Regions from separate parts of the Sus scrofa genome. Here region 2 is linked to region 1. The links are chromatin contacts, called in public Hi-C maps. All regions are on one chromosome and are shown on one strand. The core of a region is the stretch at or near the end of the contact, and the rest is flanking DNA. Distances in the headings are between cores, read along the strand shown. Region 1 overlaps KDM4B (lysine-specific demethylase 4B). Region 2 holds the start of PLIN3 (perilipin 3).

Evidence for each region. Hi-C and Micro-C count contacts between places; a contact is called where the count stands out from the background.
Region 2: a Hi-C map of alveolar macrophages shows a contact between it and region 1, with 3 times the contacts expected there. The contact joins the promoter of PLIN3 here to the enhancer-like site in region 1. A contact is called at or near these places in 1 of 5 promoter capture datasets (liver), 12 of 47 Hi-C or Micro-C datasets (alveolar macrophages, blood, embryonic fibroblasts and 8 more) and 1 of 2 datasets of contacts at active chromatin or transcription factors (alveolar macrophages).

The regions. Positions count from the first base shown.
Region 1 is chr2:73,840,866-73,843,567 of Sscrofa11.1, forward strand. KDM4B (lysine-specific demethylase 4B) reads right to left here. Exons shown (of 23, transcript XM_021084033.1): 3 at 902-1,067. The coding sequence starts at 1,042. Among named protein-coding and RNA genes, the nearest start is that of KDM4B, 48 kb to the right of the region's middle. Within about 2 kb of position 1,311, at least 15 of the 83 cell types and tissues checked have an H3K27ac peak or open chromatin away from gene starts, as enhancers often do. A contact at or near this core is called in alveolar macrophages, where this site is marked.
Region 2 is chr2:73,968,883-73,971,584 of Sscrofa11.1, forward strand. PLIN3 (perilipin 3) reads left to right here and starts at 1,344. Exons shown (of 8, transcript NM_001031778.1): 1 at 1,344-1,381.

The DNA.
Region 1 (2,702 bases), core at 61-2,560:
ATCGGTGATGCACTGCTCCAGGCAGAGGAGCTGGGGGACGGCACAGGTGGAGAGGAGACATTTTTTTCTCTCTACCCTGTTTGAACTTGCCTGGTGTGCCCTACAGTCTCCAAAAATCTGTTCATGGAGCTTTTATACATGGAGGGGAAAAAGAACAAGTCCTACCAGGAGTTCCCGTCGTGGTTCAGTGGCTAACGAAGCCGACTAGGAGCCTGACGTTTCAGATTCAATCCCTGGCCTCATTCAGTGGGTTAAGGATCCGGTGGTGCAGATCGCAGACGCGGCTTAGATCCTGCGTTGCTGTGGCTGTGGTGTAGGCCGGCAGCTACAGCTCCGATTAGACCCCTGGCCTGGAAACCTCCATATGCCGAAGGATCAGCCCTTAGAAAAAGGCCAAAAAAAAAAAAAAAAGAAAAAAAAAAGAAAGAAAGAACAAGTCCTACTGTACAGCACAGAGAATTATATTCAATGCCCTTTGATAAACCACGATGGACAAGAATAATTTTTCAAAAGAGAGTGTATGTACACATATAACAGAAGTACTTTGTCATACAGAAATTACCACAATATTGTAAATCACTATACTTCAATTTTTTAAATAATCTGTTTAACTAGGAATATAAAGGCAAAAAGTACGACCCCACACACACCCCACCACAGACTCCCCTGGAAGCCCCCAGGGAGGGTAAAAAGGCTGTGGATGCCACCACGATGCTGTGCCCCACCCAGCATCAGCGATGCTAGGGATCCAGTACCAGGACAATGCCTGACATGGGGGAACAAATGTCTGTGGATAAGCGAGGTCAGAGGGGCCCCATGCACAGAGCAACAGGCCCCGTGCCCTGGGATGTGCACAGGGCAGGGGCCGGGAAGAGCTGCACGGGGCCAGGGCATCACCCACCTTGGCCAGGCCTGCGCGGTGGGCTCCCTGGGACTCGATGTAGGCCACGTATTTGTTGAAGTCCTTAAACTCCTCCATGGTTGGGCGAAATGTCATGATTTTACAACTCGGGTTCTGGGCCCCGTGATCCTCAGACCCCATGGCTGCAGTGGAGACACGGCCTCACCTGCGAGGGACACAAGAGAGTGTTAACACCACCACCGCCACCAGCCAGTTCCCTTCTAACCCTAACCCCTCCACCTGCAGGAGGAGGGGCGAGGAGGGCCTGGGGCTCACTACACCACTGCCCCTGGCACCAGAGACCAAGGGCCTGCCAATAACCACCAACAGAGGCGGCCCTGTTCTAAGAGGCCACACGAGGCTGGAAGCCAGGGCACCCATTCCAAACAAGAGGCCTTGGCAAGAAAAGCTCTTCCTATCAGGGTTTCATCCGCCTTGGAGCCGGAACCCAGAGGCGGCAGCATGGGCGGGCTGGGGAGTGAGTGAGGCCGTGGGTGAGCCTTGCACGAGCAAACGCTGAAGGCCACACTCACGAGCTCTGAAGGCTCTGAAGGTCACACTCACAAGCCCCTCCTCGGGCAGCAAGCAGGTCCCTCCAGCCCTGGCCCAGCTGCTGTCAAGAACCCAGGCTGCCCGAAGCCAGAATCTGTAACCAGAAGAGCAAAAGGCCAGCTTCCCGCCAGGTTGCCCTGAGCTATAACCAAGCCCAAACAAGGAAGGGCTGGCGGGGCGGGTCTGGTGGCCCACATTCAGGGCCGGCCCCTGAAGAGTACGGAGATCGGGCTCTTCTCCGTGACAAGGCGGCAGGCTGGAGAGGACCCATCTTGTCCTTCAAGTTACAGGGACCCAGCGGGGTGGCAGGTGGCCCGCCCCAGTCAGGAAGAGGCTGGGGGGACAGACTCCAGGGGAAGGGTCCCTATGGGAAGATTAAATTCTCCAACAAGAGAAGACCAGACCCCCTCCAGGATGTGGGGAAGGTCAGAACCCAAGTGCACATCTTGGAAGGAAATTAACCAAGTCCATCTCCTTGCAGCCCAAAGTGAGCTGAGGAGTGAGAAAGGCAGGGAGCCTGCCGGTCCCAGAAGGTGGAACCAGGGGTCCATGTCGCCAAGATGGGACCATTGCTCCCTAAAGGCGCTCCCCCTGGCGGGCACTAGAGGGCAGCAAGCGCCCAGGAAGGAGCTGAGACAGACCTGAAGGTCCAGGCACCAGGTCCAGACCCTGCATCAGGTGGGGGGCTGAGCACTTGATGGGAGTTGCGGGTGGCTCAGGCCTGGCTCTCAGAGTCACACCTGACAGCTGGACTGGTGAGAACCCTAAGGCCCTGGCGTCCAGACTGGGACCCCCTGAGACCCTCTGGCCTGTGTGCACAGGAGCCTCTCCCTCCTCCTCCCAGGGCAGCCAAAGGCGCAGTCTACACCGCAGGCCATGAGCGCCTGGGACCATGTAACAATGCTCGGAGCAGGATCACAGGGAACCACCAAGAAACCACAGGCTTATGAAGGAGAAGGGTTGCCACAAACCCCCTCCAGAGCAGCAGGCACCAGAGGGCCCAGGCCGCAGCCAGGACGACCAATCCCAGGGATGCACCACCAGGCTGTCCCCAGCCCCCCCCCTCGCTTGGTGCCTTAATCCCCACCTGCCATCCCCTACTCACCTCACCTGAGCCTCCAACACAGCTACCCTTTCCCCTCCAGCCCCAAAGTGGCCACACTGGGTTGTCTTGGGGCCTCTTCTATCTGGAGGGCACTCAAGGCCCGGCGGGGGGACAGGCCTGACCCCAATACTCAGGGGAGCATCA
Region 2 (2,702 bases), core at 94-2,593, 130 kb after region 1:
CAGTAGGAATTGCTGAATGAAGTAGAAACATGAACAAATGAGTAGGAAAAAAGGCCTGCCCACAAATATGAAAATTTTACCTGTTATAATTCTGTGTATCTGCTTTAATCATTTGGGGGCCTCAGATTCACTTAGGAATCTGACAAGCTGTGTTACTTAAGTATGTATGTTCAGCTTCTTGATGGGCAACAGCCATATGTGCCAATGGTCACTAATTGGGTGGTGCAGAGTTCTAGAACATGCCCCACATCTCAGAAAGCTCGTCACACAGCGCTAGTGTAGACCTTCTAAAAAAAAAAAAAGGCACTTAGTCACAGACAGTAGTTTTTTCCATGTTCTTTCTGGAAGTTCTAGAAGTCCCACCCCAACCCACATACTTCAGCAGAGGTGGCAAACTGGTGCCCTAGACTGGCTATGGCTCCACTGGGTTTTATTTGGTTCCTCAGAAGTTTTTTTAAAGAGGCTGAACACTTTGTCCAAAGTCTGGAATCCCTGTGGCTCTGTGAATCTCTGGGTGAGTCTCCCCCACAGTAAGGCTCTGCTCCCTCTAGGCGGGGCATGCTGCCACTTTTTTTAACAGAGGCATTTACCTCCTGTCTGGCCCCTGGGGCCATCTGAATTTGAGACCTTGGTTTACAGACCAAGAAAATAAAGGAGGTTTTTTTTTTTTTTGGAGGGGATCGGGAATCCAAGTGAAGCAACTCCAGTAAGAGATTGATCCAGGAGTCAGAAATCCATGAGTTGGCCTCTGCACTGCCCTGGGCTGTCTCTGGGCCTCAGTTTTCTCATCTGCAAAATGGGGATAATAAAGGAATGCATAGTGTTGGTATGATTAAGTGTTACGACGCAGGTCAGAGCACGTTGGTAATAATGCTGGGTCTGGCTCGGCTCCATCTTCCTCCCGCCCAGGGGTGGGGTGTGGTCCCTGACACGACGGAAGCATCACTGAATGATCTCTGAGTTCTCACAGCCTCAGTTTGGTCCCAGGAGAAAGCGGGTGGGGATCGCCAGGACTGCACTTAAGTCCCAGAATTCATAAGGTCCCTGGTGGGGAGGGCGCGTCCCTTGGCTGGATCCGGTGTCGTACTAGGGTCGTTCCCCACCTTGGAGACACTGCTGGGAGGGCACGCGCAGCCGCCAGGTCCGTCCGTCCCTTCTCAGGCAACACTTGAGCCTCCAACGTCTAGAGCGGGGCGAGGGGCGTGGCCTGGTGGTGGGCAGTCCCCCAACCGGATTGGTCCTCCGGCCCGTCACTCCCGGGCGCTCACCCCCCCCCCTCGCCGCCCCCGAGTATAAAGGTCCGCCTTGTCCTGGCCCAGGACGGTTTTAGAGCTGGCCTTGAAGTAGCTGCTGTTGCACCCTGGACGTCCAGCTGACCGCGGTGAGAGGCGGGGTCCCCGAATGGGGTGGGGAGGCTGGGAGCTGCTGAGCCTGGGACGCCTCTGGGGAGGAAGGGGCGGAGAGGGCCTTCCCAGGGTGCTCTGTTTATCTCCGCGGCCTGGGGAGGGGTCTCCAACCTGGGCTGAACAGCCCTCCCTCAGAAGAATCCAACTTTTGGAACAGGCTCAGACTTTCAGATTCTTCCCTCTCAATATATAGGACTTTCGTGGGGGCGAGGGAGCACGAAAGAGCTCCCCCACACACACACACACTAGAAGTGGCAGGATCAAGAGGGGGCTAAGTCCGTCCCAAACCACATCCTCTTGCTTTACAAACGCACCTTGGAGACAGGCTGCAGCCGGTTCCGCACAGGAATTCCGCTGTCCCTGGGTCTTCAGAGGGGCCCCTTTCCTCCCCGCACCGGGTGCCAATCCCTCGGCCTGGCAAAGCCCCCTCCCCTTCAAGTGGTTTTGCCCCCTGGGGACTTAGCCCCTCCCCAGCCCTCCTTCCGGCCTCCCAGCTGACCCCGGCGAGGTCTTGGGCAAATTCCGCCCCCTTCTCCTGGGTGGGTGTGGCCACTGGATTGCACAAAGTAGCAGTGGGAAGTTCCCTACCCCTTATCTGAATCCTTGCGACCTTTGTGAGAGAAGGGCCTGAGCCTACGTCCGCAGTTTCTGGGAACTTTGGAAGTTGGATCTTAGTATGTCCTGGCTGCGGCTGGAGGGCTATGTGACTTCCGCCACTTTCGGCCAGTTCTCCCTCTGGCAGCTGGAGTCAGCTGCAGGCACGTTGCTGATCCCCAGGACTTGAAATGGGTGTGCTGACATCTGCAACGGCAGCCCTTGGTTCAACTGGTTCCAGAGGGATTGATGGAAAAAAGGCATGGGAAAGAGGACCTTTGAGCTGCCCAGGAGAGTTGAGGCTCAAGGGAAGGTGAGGGGGAGAACAGGATTCAGGTGATATTCACCAGGGGTAGGTGTGCCTCCTTGCCCCACTTCCCATTTGGGGGGGAGGTCCTTCCTACCAAGCAGAAGCTCATTCCTGGCTGGCTTCACCCGTTTCTATGGGACAGACAGAGTGGTGTGAAATGGATCTGTTTATTGAGCACCTACTATGTGCCAGATACCAAGCTAAGTGCCGCATGTGCAGCCTCTCCTCCAGTCCACAGGGACTTTAGGCTAGGAACCATTATCCACATTTCACAGGTGAGGCAAGTGAGGCTCAGAGAGGAGGCTGCCTTCCCAACTTCTAGCTTCAGAGTTGTAAATCCAGGGTTAGAACCCAGTTTACTTTTTTTCTTTTGGCTGCACCCACGGCATGTG